2 separate regions of the Mus musculus genome follow, and region 2 is linked to region 1. The links are chromatin contacts, called in public promoter capture Hi-C maps. All regions are on one chromosome and are shown on one strand. The core of a region is the stretch at or near the end of the contact, and the rest is flanking DNA. Distances in the headings are between cores, read along the strand shown. Region 1 holds the start of Chd3 (chromodomain helicase DNA binding protein 3). Region 2 holds the start of Arrb2 (arrestin, beta 2).

The links. Promoter capture Hi-C pulls out the DNA fragments that hold promoters and counts their contacts.
Region 2: a promoter capture Hi-C map of liver shows a contact between it and region 1, with 2.7 times the contacts expected there. The contact joins the promoter of Arrb2 here to the promoter of Chd3 in region 1. A contact is called at or near these places in 2 of 39 promoter capture datasets (both in liver) and 1 of 115 datasets of contacts at active chromatin or transcription factors (pancreatic cancer cells).

What each region holds. Positions count from the first base shown.
Region 1 is chr11:69,366,665-69,373,913 of GRCm38.p6, reverse strand. Chd3 (chromodomain helicase DNA binding protein 3) reads left to right here and starts at 4,488. Exons shown (of 40, transcript NM_146019.4): 1 at 4,488-4,778. The coding sequence starts at 4,523. Gm32483 (a long non-coding RNA gene) reads right to left here and starts at 4,924. Exons shown (of 2, transcript XR_003949707.1): 1 at 4,836-4,924; 2 at 1-3,176.
Region 2 is chr11:70,428,685-70,435,933 of GRCm38.p6, reverse strand. It overlaps Arrb2 (arrestin, beta 2), which reads right to left and starts at 3,354. Exons shown (of 15, transcript NM_145429.5): 1 at 3,181-3,354; 2 at 362-392. The coding sequence starts at 3,203. It also overlaps the pseudogene Gm12314.

The DNA of each region.
Region 1 (7,249 bases), core at 3,239-5,738:
GGCATGGTATGCACTGGGGAAGCCGAGGAACCCGGGCTACGCGGCTAGACTTTGTTTCCCTACAAAAGGAAAAGACAGAAATTGTAAATGTATACGAGAAAAGCAGAGCAAGGCGTCTACCTGCTTCCCATGCAGGGACGCACAGCTTGCACGTCACTGCACTTGTGACGTCGACCTGCGTCGGTGTGGCAGTTCACTCCTCCCAGTGTAGCCATGTCTTTCTGTGACACAGGTTTTAGGGAAGAGACCAAGGAGTGTGTGCAGTCATCCAGGTCACCTACCAGGTTGACTTAGGGGAGGATAAGCCCTTCCTGAGCATTTCTGCGGCAGTGAAAGCAAGCAAAGAGCAAGCAGTCAATTAAAAGGATGGTACCCAGCTCTGTGAGACCTACAAGGTTGGATCGGAACGGTAAACGGGGAGAGGTAGCAAAGCCTGGAGAAGTCAGGAAGTCCTGATGTGTGACAGGGTATGGGTGAACCTGGGAGAGAGGAGATAAGAACCACACCCACTGAGAAGGGATGGGAGTGGCTGTGTGCACAGAGTGGTGGGGGTTCAGATGTGTGGACCTCCCTGTAGTGGCATCTAACAAATGGGATGATGACTGGCTCTTAAGCATTCCTGGCCTGGGAGAGAAGGTGATGTAGGAGACTTTTATTCTTCATTAAAAGTCTTATGTTTAAAAGCACTTATTTTATGTGCATGAGAGTTTTGCTGCGTGTATGTCTGTGCACTCTGTGTGTGCCTGCTGCGCTGGGTGGTTCAGGGTGTTAACTTCTCTATAACTGGCATTACAGAAAGGTAGGTGGGTGCTGGTAATCAAACCCCAGAACAACAGTGCAGTTGACTGCTGACCCATCTCTTCAGCCCCTTTATTTTTTATGTGTATGGGTATTTTGCCTCAGTGTTATATCATTCATGCAATACCCACAGACACCAGAAGAGGGCGTTGTATCCTTGGAACTGGAGTTACAGATGGTTGTCAGCTACCACATCAGTACTGGTAATCAAACCTGGGTCCTCTGGAAGGACACCAATGCTCCTAATTAGTTAGCTGTGTCACACTAGCTTTAGGTTTCATACTTTGAGAATTTCATAGCATGTTTATATCTATTCGAAAGTTGACTGGGGGGAAAAGTACCTAAAACAAACAAGAAGAAAGAAAAGCAAGCAGAGATGTGGACAGCCAGAACCTGCTAAGCAGACAGCAAAAAGCCAGGAAAATAGATACTAGGAAACTAGCAAAAAGACAGAGGCAGGCAGACTGCCTGTGAAGGCAGCAAGGAAGAGAGATTAAAAAGGAGGCGTGGTAAGGGGTACAGTACAACTGCAGCTGAGATGTCAAGGCATCAAGGCGAGGGACCCGCTGAAGGGCCTGGGGAGAGGAACTAAGCCCATTGGTGCGTTGTCAGCACGACCCTTGGAAGCCCTAGGAGAAACAGCTGATAAGTAGAGTAAAAAGATACAAACTGAACAGCCGGAGAGCAGCAGACAAGACAGGCAGTGAGAGGACACAGCTAAAAGAAGTCAAAGAAAGCCAAGGAAGTCAGCGGAGACACGCGGAACGGAAACAAGTACAGGGTCAAGATGAGAGGCCAACCATGATGGGAAACTGTGGCAAGTCCTGGAAGGTAGACAAACCAAGAGGTTCAGGCTATAAAAGTGACAGAGACAGGCAGGCGGGGAGACAGATGGCTAGGGAGAGAGAGTGGTGGGCAAACAGCCAGAGAAGCAGACAGACAACCAGAGAGAGAAAAAAGCTGCCAGCCAGTGAGGGAGGAGCAGACAGGCAGGCAGGCATCATAACAGAAGCAAGCAGGTAGAGAGGCAGGCAGGAGCGAGGTGAGAAGACACATCAAGAGGTCACAGGAAAAGCGGGAGCAGATGCAGACAGGCTGGGGGCGGTGTGGGGGGAGATGGAAAGTGTGGGAGAGGGAGCTGGGCAGATTAACAGGTGCTCTGTTAGAGACAAGGATTACAGGCCTGCACAGGGAGGCGACCGACCACCATCAGCCACCTACACCTGCAGACTGTGACACGTGTGGCCGGCAGGCAGAGGTGCCTGGCACAGGAGAGGACACAAGAGACTGTTGCCACATGCTGTGCAATGTGGCGCGCACACAAGTGGAGACACTCTTAGTGTCAGGATGATGCACGTTCGCATCCTCGGGCCAGGAAGAGGGGGAGCCAGGCACACTCAAGAAGAGCCATCCGTATTCACAGACGGGAAGGGAGAAAGTGAACAGAGGACAGAGATGTCCGTCACTTAGAAATGATGAGGCCCTTGGGGTCAAAGGTGTCAGCAAAAGTGTCACGGAGGGGTTGAGTGCACTTACAGAGGAGCCCACACATAGAAAGAGGGGGTACCCATCCAGACTGGCAGTGAAATCGAGAGAGGACAGAACCAAATAATATGGGTGCATAGGCAAGATAATTCCACAGTTAAAAAGAAAGACAGACAGACAGAAACCAATGCTTAACCAACTAAAGTGTAGTGGGGGTGGGGTGGGGGACTGGACCATCAAGAAGAAACATCTTAGCATTGTAAACAATATTCTGGAGACTATTCCTTTGTTACAAGTCCTTCCCTGGCTGTTGCCCACCTTCCCCTCAGGGTCCCCATGAATGCTGGGAGCCTCAGGGGGCAGTGGAGAAATGGTTTCCCCAGGCCATGGATGGGGAGCAACAAAGACAGATCAAAAGAATGGGAGGAAACTGGAGGGAAGAAAAGAGCCAAGAACAAAAAAGAAGGTGGAGCCAGGCTATCTGCCCTTCTTGCTTGGCTTCTTGGCAAGTTTTATTCCAGTAGAGCCGGCTCTGTCAATTCTCTGTAGGAAAAACTTACTTCTGGGCTCCAGCTCAGCTGCTCATCTGATCCCTGCTACAACTTTAAGATAAACACTGGGATCCAGTCTGAAAGGACAGGTCAGCCGGTTCAGTGAAAAGGCCTGAGTGTTCGCCCTACCTCGTTCCTCTCTTCTCAGTTGCTTTCCTCTCCCCGTGCCTCAGTTTCTTCTACTTTATCAGTGTCGAAGGTCATGGAGGAAGAGGCGTTCGATGACACAGGAGAAAAGAATTTCACAATCTTCAGATCCGACCCTCTCCTCTTTCTCCTAAAAATCTGACCTAGTCACCACCAAATTAATTTCTCAAGTCAGACGATTTTACAAGCAAGCCACTGGAGGAGAGGAAGGGAAAGAGTAGAGATAAAATTGACAACATTCACAGAACACTGAGGGCTGGGCAAAGGAGAGAATCAAACATGGACTCCTTGGAAAAAAAACTCAATCATCTATTCATATCTCTCCCCCCAAAGTCACTAGGATTTCTGTCACTTTTTTTTTAAGGAGAAAAAAAAAAAAAGCCAGTACCATTTCTCATTTAAAAGCTACGTACACAATTAAATGCATTTTGACTTCAATGAGGTATGTAGAGAGTTATATATAAACATATATTTCATCTTTTTCCTTTTCAATGCCTGAAGGAAAAAAAAAAAAAACCTTCACATCAAACCACTCCCTTCTGAAGTATTCAGAAAAAAAAAAAAAAAGCTTTTCTTTAGAGAAGGGAGGTGGGGGGAGGAAGAAGACTAGTAAAGAAAAGAAAAATTCAATCTAGTTGGACTAGTATCTAACTAGTTAACCTTTAACAATTTATGCTGATGTCAGACTGAGCATGAGTACTGATTAATACCCCCCCAAATATTTTTATAAGGGGGGGAGTTAAGTCACAGCAGCCATTTTTGTTTTATGCAGAAATCCTTCATGCCCCCCAACACACACACACACACACACACACACACACACTCTCTCTCTCTCTCTCTCTCTCTCTCTCTCTCAATACACAAGGAAAATGTATTAATCTGTGCACTAATCAGTTATGAAAAAAGGGAGAAATTTGTGGGTTTCTGAGTAGAAGCTTGGAGATTGGATGTAACAGGGAGAATGGGGGTGTATGAAAAATGAAATATTAAGCCAGCCATTTTGTTTTAAAAGGGGATTTTACCCCCCTCTCTCTTTCTTTATAGAGGGGGGTGGCAGTGCTGGAGGGGGGGTTGTTTTAAAAATAATTTCAAGGCGGCCATCTTAGTGCCTCAGCTCTGAGAAATATTTCTGAGCGCCCCCCTCAGAATTTAAATATATTTAAAGCAACCGAGGGGGGTAGAGAGAAGTCGAAAACTTTTATATACATATATATAATTTTTTTTTTTTAAACGATCTCCCTTTCTTGTTCTCTTGGGAGGAAAGACAGAAGGGGGAAAAAGTCCTTAAATTTTTCCAAGAACATTTTTGGGGGTGGTGCGGCCCCCCTCCTCAGACGCCGGCCCCGGGGGTGGGTGTTCTGGAGGGGGGTGGCCCGGGGGTTTGGGGGGCTGGGGGAGGCGGTGAGGAGGAGGAGGAGGAGGACGCCGCCGCCGAGGAGGAGGAGGAGGAGGAGGAGGAGGAGGAGGAGGTGGTGGTGGTAGCGGTGGGGGAGGCGGGCGGGCGGTGGGTGGGGGGGTGGTGGGGGGGCCAGAGCCACAGGATGGCTTCCCCTCTGAGGGACGAGGAGGAGGAGGAGGAGGAGATGGTGGTGTCGGAGGAGGAAGAAGAGGAGGAAGAAGAGGGCGACGAGGAGGAGGAGGAGGTGGAGGCGGCCGACGAGGACGATGAGGAGGAGGACGAAGAGGGAGTACTCGGGCGCGGGCCGGGCCACGACCGGAGCCGCGACCGCCACAGCCCCCCCAGCTGCCACCTCTTCCCGCCGCCGCCGCCGCCGCTGCCGCCGCCCCCGCCACCAGGTAAGCGTCCGTCCGACTCCCCGGGGCCCGAGCGGAGCCGCGGGGCCCGGCACCTACGGTTCGGCCGAGCCGAGGAGAGTCCCGGGCGCCTGGCGGGTCTAGACGGGCCCGGCAGTCCGGGCGGCGGCGGCCTTGGGGCCAGGCCTCCTCCCCTCCCCCGCCGCACCCCTCCTCCGCCGCTACCGCGGCCGCCGCCACCGCCGCCGCCGCCGCCGCCGCCGCGCCCGGGCTGGAGAGCGCAGGGAGCGAGCTGCGCGCGCGGACCGGGCCACTTGGTCGCGGCTTTCGGGGGAGGAGATTTATTTTTTTCACCCTCGGCGGGGAGGGGGTAGGCAGGAAACGGCCGTAGCGAAGCCAGGGCCCCCCTCCCAGGCCGAGCGAGGGACCGCGGAGACCCCGGCGACCGGACGGCGGCGTGGGGGGAGGGGCGCGTGGGGGAGGGGCGGCCGCGTGAGCGCCCCTTGGGCCGGGCCCCGGTGGGGTCGGACTGAAGCCGAGTGGGTTCGGGGTGTGGAGCTGACTGCCACCCGACGCCCTCCGCTGGGGACTTGGGCAAGCAGAGGTGGGACAGTGGCCCGCGGACCAGCCCCTCCACCTGCAGGGACTTCGGTGCCCGCCAACTTAGGGGTGTGCGGTGGCACGCGTGGGAGGGGGCGTGCGAATGTTTGTAGCGGCTGATGACCAGAGGCAGGTGGTGGCCACACTCCACGCAGACCACTTCCTGGAGTAAGACTTGGACATACCGTCCACTCCCCCCTAGCTGGCCGCCGAGGTCTCGGGTCACCTCAGATTTGAAGAGAGACAGGAGAATGTCTGGGGAGCCAGATGCCCCCGGCCCCACCCTCGTCATCTCTGCCCCGGGCTCTTTTGTGTCAAGTGCAGCCCCCATCCCCCCCTCGTGACCCCGTCAGTCTGGGGTGGCCGAACTGCCCAGCTGTGACTCTCACGTGGCTGCCATTCACTGTCACTCTCTTGATGAAACCACCCACACACCCTGACCACGTTGGGGGGCGTGAACTGCCCACCCAGCTGCTCTGTCCTGACCATCATCACTCAGCACCCTTCTCCGAGATGACAAGTCACCTGCCACTGGCGTAGGACGTCCAGCTGTGCTTGGGACAGACCCTTCTCTGGATCAGTGGCGCAACTCTCAGACCACCCTCCAAGTGGAGAGTGATTTCTAGCTTCTTTAGGATAGGTGTCGCCAACCTCTGATTGGGGACATCCACACCCCCAAGTCTCTGGCGGCAGAGCAGCACACACACACCAAACTTTAAAACGTTATTTGTAAAACTGTCTTACTGACCACTGTGACTTTTTGTCGCACGTGTTGAGACAGCTTTTCCGGGGGTGGGGGGTGTTAAAAATAATGTGTTTAATGCGTATTGGGTAAAGCCTCACCCCTAACCTCGTCAGGTTTACCTGTAAAAGAGGAAAAGTTTAGAAAAAAGTTATTCCAGCGAGCCCTCAGGATTCCCTTGGAGTGGGGGAAGAATTAAAGATCCTGAGGAGAGAGAGGGCTGCCCGCAGGGCTGCCTGCGGCAAGGTGTGAAAAAGAGGGGAGAGGGGCTTGTCAGGTGAGTTAGGGCGTCGGTAACTCTCGCCTAACTGTTCTGAACTCCGGATCTGGTTTTGATCCCCGGCACTGGATGCCTGTAAGAGAGGAGAATGAACGAGCCTAAGGTCGAGATGGGTCTTTGTGTGGCGTCCTCCCTCCCCCCTTGCTTTTGAATCCTTGAGAAGCGTCAAAAGCTTTTGAATTTTTATGTTTGAAATGAAATCTCACCTCCTCTGTCTCCCTGGGCAATTTCATCCCCCTTCCAGCCCTCCAAGTCAAAATGACCCAGATACACCCCCTCAGATGACTTTCTGAGGTAAAACTTTCGGAAAATATTTTTAGCGTACTCATTATCCGTCTACCTCAGTGTGGGGAAAAATAAGTCTCCTCTTAAGGAGCTCTGTTCAGGCTGCCCGCCCTCGTCTCTTTCTGGAATATGAATTTGTACTCGTGAGAGCCTTCCATTGTTTTTCAGTGCGACTGCTTTGATTCTCACCATTTTTGTTTTACATTCTTACCCAAGACCAATTTTTATCCCTTCCCCCATCGCGCCAGTCTCCTTACATTGTTGAACGTTTAAAATAATAGCATTCGTGTTGGTGGGGGAAGGGAGCAGGAAGCTAAAGAAAAAAACCTCATTTCTTCTCCCTCCCCCTTCTGGCAAGTCTAGAGAAATAATATAACATAATATATAGATGTGATTCCTTGGGGGGTGGGGATGGGGGTGGGGAAATGATTGTGGGTGGTGCGGAAAATTCTGGTAGTTTCTTTGCAAAAGGTCTGAAAATACAAACCCACCTCCTGCATTCAGTACGCATGTGCAGTAGACCTATTATGGAGGTTCGTTGTGGGGGAGGGAGGGGAATTTGAGAAAAAAATAAATATAAGTGTGAGAGATTGATGGCGAGATTAG
Region 2 (7,249 bases), core at 2,105-4,604, 1.1 Mb before region 1:
TACACATAAGTGTGTGTTTATGTGTGTTTCTATGTCTTCAGGGAACACTCAGCCAGACCAGGCAGGTAGCAGCTGTCCCCACAAAGGGCTCTGAGATAAACAGCCCACAGCCTGGGAAACTATTAACTATTCCTAGCTCAGGCACCCTGGGTTGGTTTCTAAGAGAGTTACAAGCTTGCTTAGGAACCCAGACCCCACCCAGCCCTGTGGCTTCTTCAGACTGCGGCAAGGGGCTTAAGGAGGGAAGGAAGTCAGTCTGCTTTTAGCTGTCACAGGAAGTGGGGAGCAAAGGCTTGGGGATCATCGAGGGCTTTGATCGGGCCCAGGGAGGATCAAAGGGTAAGCATCGAGGGGGACTCACCTTGCAGTTAGGGCTCGACTTCTTGAAGACCCTAACAAAACAGAAAGGAAGACCCCACTGCCTCCCTTAGGCTGGGCAAGGACCACCACACCAGGACTTATCCCTCCCCAGCCTGAGAAGGGAATTCAGCCTGGATCCCTGCCCTACCCTTCCCACTGCTTTTTTATAAAGTCCCAGTATTTCCCACATGGCAGCCCCTCGAAGCCAACTGTCAGGGCGAGCGAGCCTTTGCTCCTTTGCTGTTCGATGCTACATAACTCACTCCTCCTCTTACAATAATGGCCACTAGCTACCCCAGGAACTACCCAGGCTCTCCTCCCCAGGGGACCCTCTCCAAAACTGAGAGCGAACTGGATGGATACACACTGTCTGGGTCACACCTAACACCCCTCCCCACCCCCCTTTTTTGACCTTGGCCTTCGTATGTAACTCTGGCTAGCGTGGATCTTGACATATAGACCAGGCTGGCCCCAACTCAGATCCATTTGTCCCTGCCTCCTTGGTGCGAGGATGAAAGGCACAAACCATCACACTCAGATAATCTTTTCAACTGACCTCTAGCTTCAGGGACCCATACAGTGACTCCCGGAGCAGAGCCTAGTCTCTGCCCCTCAGATGGTTTTTGCCCAAGTCTGACTATTTCGTGAACCTCCAACAGCCTCGCAGCTTAAAAAAAAATCCACTGTGGTCCCAACACAGCAGCATCCTATGGCAAAGATGGTGATGCGGCTAACATGGTACAGGGGGGCTGCTCTGTTCCAACTGCATCTATTGCTCTTATAGCCCAATGGCTGAGACTGAAACATCCCTGTTTTACATCGAACAAGAATTCTGTCAAAGGTCACAGAGAATGTACAGGGTGGGACTCGGATATAAACTTAAGGAAGGTACCTTGGCTTCAAGACCCTGTTCTCAACCACTACATAGTGGCGGCGCTTGCCTGTCACAGTTTGTCAAGTCAAAGGGGATTTTTTTACACGGGTACTGCAACAACCTAAGCCTAGACTCCACCCGCTGCTGGGAGCATTAGTAGGAAACTGTCTAGTGACCCCAGGGCTCTGGCTACTCGGTGGCTTATTCTTCCAAGTGTCATTCTGCCCCCTGTGAGGCATGCTGCCCCAGGGGCAATTCCTGGGAAAGGACCCCAGGTAACACACTGAATAATGCCCCGTGTTCCATCCTCCCTTCAAGCACCATGTAAATGTCTGCTCAGAAAACCACTTGTCTCTTCCTCCCCAAAAGCCAAGCTGTCCATACATCACAGGGTCATACTTAGGGTCATATGGCATATACATAGGGCGCCCCTACGTATCCCCAAGTAATAAGGCACATTGGGACATGGTGGCAGTTAGAACAATCACTCTAATTTCTGTCCCAATTAGGGCTGACAGCTCAGACATCACCTAGGCTGGCTAGCTCTTCTACCTCTGGTTTCTTCCTGCCCTGTATTTTCCCCCAATGGGAGCCCTGACAGAGCCTGTGACAGCCATAACCAGTGTGTCTCAGGCAATTGCCCTGGGGTAACTACAGAGCATCTGCTCTCTACATCTTCCCCAGCCACCTCTTGCCTGGTTAGGGAGCGGGCAGTGGGCACATACTGAGGCTGGCCAAGGAGGCAGAGTAAGGGAATGACCAGGGAGGTACCCAGCTTGGGGGGGGGGGTGCAGCTAAAGCAGATGCCTCTTAGCACTTCCTGCCATTCTCTCCATTTCCTGTGGCCCAGAATTTGATGAGATGGTAGGGAATTATGCCAAGTCAGCAGTCTTTCTCTGGACCATCTACCCCCTCCCTGAAGTACACAACGGAAATTTGGGGGCCTCCCCCCAAGTAAGTGACTTCCCCTTTCTCTGGGGTGTTTAACCTCAAATCCAGGAGGTCAGTCTTCCCTGTGGACATCTCTCTCAGATATTGGTCTTCTTAATGCTGAGATGCCTACTTTCTCATACTCTAAGGGCAGTGGGAGTGGTGGGGTTGATCCCATGTTTTGCAGAAGTCACTGCTCATAATCAGGCCCTTATTCTTGGTCCTCTCCGGCTTGAGGCACATAGCCCCTACCTATTCTTTAGCTCTTGCTCCTTTGGAACTCAAGCATTCACCCCATGTCCTCTTGGGGGTGTTGGGTCACAACAGGAAGTGGATTTTGCTATAGACCAAAAAAGAGAACTCTGGTATCAGTGGAAGGAAGGAGCTTCGATTGCACAGAGAACATCCGGGGAGAGGATGTGTGTCCAGGGGAGATACTACCTCTCCCCTCCACCCCCAGGAGAGGAATACAGTCCAATTTCAGCGAGGGTCCCTACACACTCTTCTCTCTCAAGAAGAAGCTGTTGCTCCTAGCAACCTAGAAGGCAGAAGTTTGGTAGCAGAGCTATCGGGCCCTTGGGACAGGTGGGAGCAATCAGACTGTGGGGTATTGGGCAGGAGGCTTTCCATTGGTTGGGCACGAGTCTAGGGGAATCCCTTCCCAGCATCCAGTCTCCCAGCACACAACCCCTCGGGGCCGGCCACCTGCTCCTCCTTCCTCCGCCCTTGCATCACAGCCTGCACAGAGAACCCAGTAGTCCGACTCCTACATCTCTGCGAGAACCCAGGCGTGGGTTTCCCGATCCCCATCAGGTCTTGCTTTTTGCAGGAGCCCTAGCACGCACGCTCCACTCCAATATCTCAAGGACCAAGGCTTGCGGCCCCGGACCGCTACCCTCTAGGGACCCAGGCGTCCGGCCCCGGGGTTTCTTCCCCGGTGTCCTTGTCTGTGGATCAACCTGGCACACCCCACGAGCAGCCGCCCATGCCCCGCGGCACGGCCCCACCTCCCTTACCTGGTCCCGGGTTTTTCTCCCATGGTGCGCGCGCGCTCGCCGCCCTCCGCCCGCCGGGTTCGCGGCTCGCTCGCAGCCTCCTCGCCTGCTGCCAGGTCCCCGCTCCTCCCCGCGCCACTGCGCACGCGCGTCCTCACTCTTTCTCCTCCTTCCCCTCCCCTCGCGGTCTGGGTCTCGGGGAGCCGGGGCCAGCTGCGTCAGCCGGATCCCGCGCGCCGCGGCGCAGCCCGCCCTCCTCGAGCTGGCTCCGCCCCACGCCTCCGCCCTCCGTTTCCCTCGGGGAAGCCTCCCCGCGCCGTCCCTACTCCCGATCTCCCCGCCCCTCCTCAAGCTTTTAGAACTAGATTGGGCCCCTTTAAAAGCAGGCGGCCGCCTTCGAGGAGATTAGAAGCAGCTGATTGGCCGTTGGTATCCGTAGCCCTGCAGGGATACCTCCCCTTTGTTTGCTTTCACTGTAGTGGAGGAGGGACGGGATCGAGGGGGCGGTGGGAATGAGCTCAAGTGCTGTCTAGTTCTGAGGGCCAAGGGCTGCCCACGTGGATGCACCGTATCAGTTGCGTGATGATGCTTGCTTTGGGACGCGCTGCTCATCCCTGAGCTTGCAGCCTCGTTTGGCCTGCCTTTCCCGCGTTCTTGTGGTCTTCAGCTCCCCCTGGTGTATCGTCTTTGATTTTTTTTTTTTTTTTTTTTTTTTTTTTTTTTTTTGTGCAGGGTCAAACATTAAAACATTTTTCAGACCTTGTCATCTCGACTGTCTATCCTAGCTATCATTCACCCACTCCATCCATCTCTTATTTTCTTCATCCTTCCCTCCCTCTCCATTTCGTGTTAGTCATTGTGCCAAGCCATCGGGACCAAACATGAATTATCATGGCCTAACTTTCCTGGGATCTTTGAGACATAGGAACAGGTATTATATTATGCTCCCAGGAATGCTATAATAGAGGTATGACTCAGAACATCAAGCAACTAAAAGCCCAAAAGCCTTTGCTTGGCCAGCGTGGGGGAGGAGGGAGTGCAGTCACTCACTCCATTGGATGGGAAATTTGAGGACAGACATTCTGAAGGATGGGCAGAAGTGGGGAAAGGACATTCTTTATAGACGAGTGCTTGTGGGTTAGATGGCAGGAGGCAGAGAGCTGCAGACTGTGGAAGGAAGAGACTGCGGAAGGCTTTGTATAGCAGGTGAAAGAAAGAGCCTGAGGATCTGTAGTGTTTATCTAATTTAATGTAATGTAATTTTCTGCTAAGGCCTCACGCATGCTTGGTAAGGACTCACCACTAAGCTCTGTCTTTAATCGCAGCCCAGCAATGATTTGATTGGATTTTGTTTTTCACCAGAGGAATGTCGAGATGGGATTTCTCTTTTCCGGTAACACAGAGCATAGCAAGACCGCTAGAAGATAAGCTAGTCAAGGGAAAACGATGAACAGGGAGTGGAGGGGGAACAGAGGGGCCATATTAGAGGTTCGTTGCTGGGGCAACATTGACTGGGTTTGGCAGAGGGTGAAAAGGGTGACTGACAGAGACAGGTTTTTCTCCTCTTCGGTCTCTTCCTTCTACTCTTACCCATTTCCCCTCAGTGGAATACCTTCATGCCTCTCTCTCCACTTTTCTCCATTTGAAAAACAATGTACACGAGAAAAAAAAATCTCAGATCATCTTTAATTTTTAAACATAGACCTTGTTTAACACCTGCTTACCCCTCCCCCGTTCTATTGTCACATTTTAAGTCTGCTCTTTCATTGTTACAATGTGTTACACTTTATGTGTCTGAGTGCTAGCCTGCATGTAAGCATGGTCATCACCATTTGTGTGCACAGTGCCTATGGAGGTATCAGATCCCCTGGAACTAGAGTTACAGGCAGTTATAAACCTCCACGTGGGTGCTAGAAAGTGAACCCAGATCCTCTGTGAGAACAAAAAGTGCTCTTAACCACTGAGCCATCTCTTCAGCCCCAATATGATTCTTTGAGACAAGGTCTCACTCTATAGCCCTGGGTGGCCTGGAACTCACAGGGGTCCCCCTGCCTCTGCCTCCTGAAGCAACACAGTCAGCTTAAATGTACTCGAGTTCTTAACAGTAAGCTTTTTGACTCATGAATTTATTCAGATTTGACCCTTGCTAAAGATCATGTTCAGAGGTAAGGCAGTCTATAGCTAAAGTGGAATTTGGGGGCAAGGGTCGTAGTTTAGTTGTCAGGGTGCTCGCCTAGCAATCATAAAACCCTTGTGGGAAGCTAGAGAGATGGCTCAGTGATTAAGAGCACTGAATACTCTTCCAGAGGAGCCGGATTCAATTCCTAGTACCCACAGCTCACAGCTGTCTGTAACTCCAACATCTGACACCCTCACCCAGACACACACGCAGGGGAAACACCAGTGCACATAAAATTAAAAATAAAAACAAAAACCTCATATTGGATCTCTGGCAAAACTGGGTGTGGTGGTGAGTGGGGGATCAAAAAGCCAAGGTCATACTCAGCCACATATCAAGTTTGAATTAGTTTGGGCTAATTGAGACTTTGTCTCAAACACACACACACACCAACAAAATATAATCAACAACAATATCAATAAAATAATGAGCTTTTGTCTACAGCAAGGAGAAAGACAATGGTCAGTACAGCATGAAATCTGTATAGCTTAGTGGGTAAATGCACTTAATGTCAACTCTAATGACCTGCTTGCGTTCAATCCCCAGGATTTACACGGTGGAAGGAGAGACCCAATCCCTATTCCCCACCCCCACCCTCACACACAAGTTGGTCTCTGACAGCCACACAGCCACACAAATGCCATGGCTTGAAGGCCCCTGTTACACAAACACACAATTAATACAAGTGCTACTTAAAAAATAAAGTTCAGGGAATGATGCCATCCATGGTGGAAGAGTCTTCACACCTCAATCAACCTAATACAACTATTCTTGCATAGGCAGACAATAGAAGATATGATTGTAGATCACTTCTCAGATGAGTAGATCTCATCAAATTGACAACTGAGATTAACCACCATATTGTTGTTGTTGTTGACTGTCCTGGAACTCACCCTGTAGACCAGGCTGGCCTTGAACTCAGAGATTTACCTGCCGCTGTTTTCAGAGTGCTAGGATCAAAGGTATGCACCACCACTGCCTCACTATATTCTTTAATTTTAAAGGTATGAGAGAAAATCATGTTTTTCCAGAGAAGGTGAAGATGGCTTTGGCCTGGACTGCAGCCATGAGAATCTGGTGGCTGCAAAGGGTGAGGTGCCGCTGGCAGCCTGGAAAGTGTCCCACATAACCAAGGACATGCTGTCATGGCCGTATCCTAGGGCCCCAGAAGAACAGGCCAAGACACCAAGAAGTATAATATGCACATGGAAGACTAGGACAAACTGCATGGGAATGATGGCAGGGTATGGTGACTCTCTGAAGCGCCCTGATCACAAACAACATGACAGGGATCCATGGCATGAACGGGACCTCTCAGACCTGAGGTTGAACTGTGATGGATTCACGCACTGGGACCTAGTAGATGAGGAATCATGTGGACATGTCCCCTCCACCTGTTTCTTGGAATGTCACGAGTAAGCAGCTCTTCAGCTTTGTGGCACTCATGATTTTCATGTTCTGGGTGGGAGAGACTTTCCTCATCCCCAGCCTTTGGGGACAAAGCAGTACTCTTAGATATGAACCTGGAAGGAAGCAGCAATCTTCCCAAAGAACCTGAGCCGGTGACTCACGAGGAGATTGGAGAAGGCTTCATGGGCGTTTGTGCCCTCTAACTAGAACACCCTCACTCCTAGAGATTTAACCTTAATGAATAATTAACTTCATATGAAATGAATAATTTAACCTTAATGAATAATCCTTAATAAGATTCAGAAAGAAAAGGCTGTTCCATTCTGGTACTTTCACTGTTCAGCACTCCCCCTTGTCCTTCTGTTCCTCGTCCCTCTGGGCCCCTCCCCCTCCCCATACTCTGCCTCCTGGTTTCATAGTTTATATATCCATATTGTTAAGTCTAGATACTGCATATGGGAGACAATCTGCAATATTTGTCTTTCTTCCTATCATCCTCTT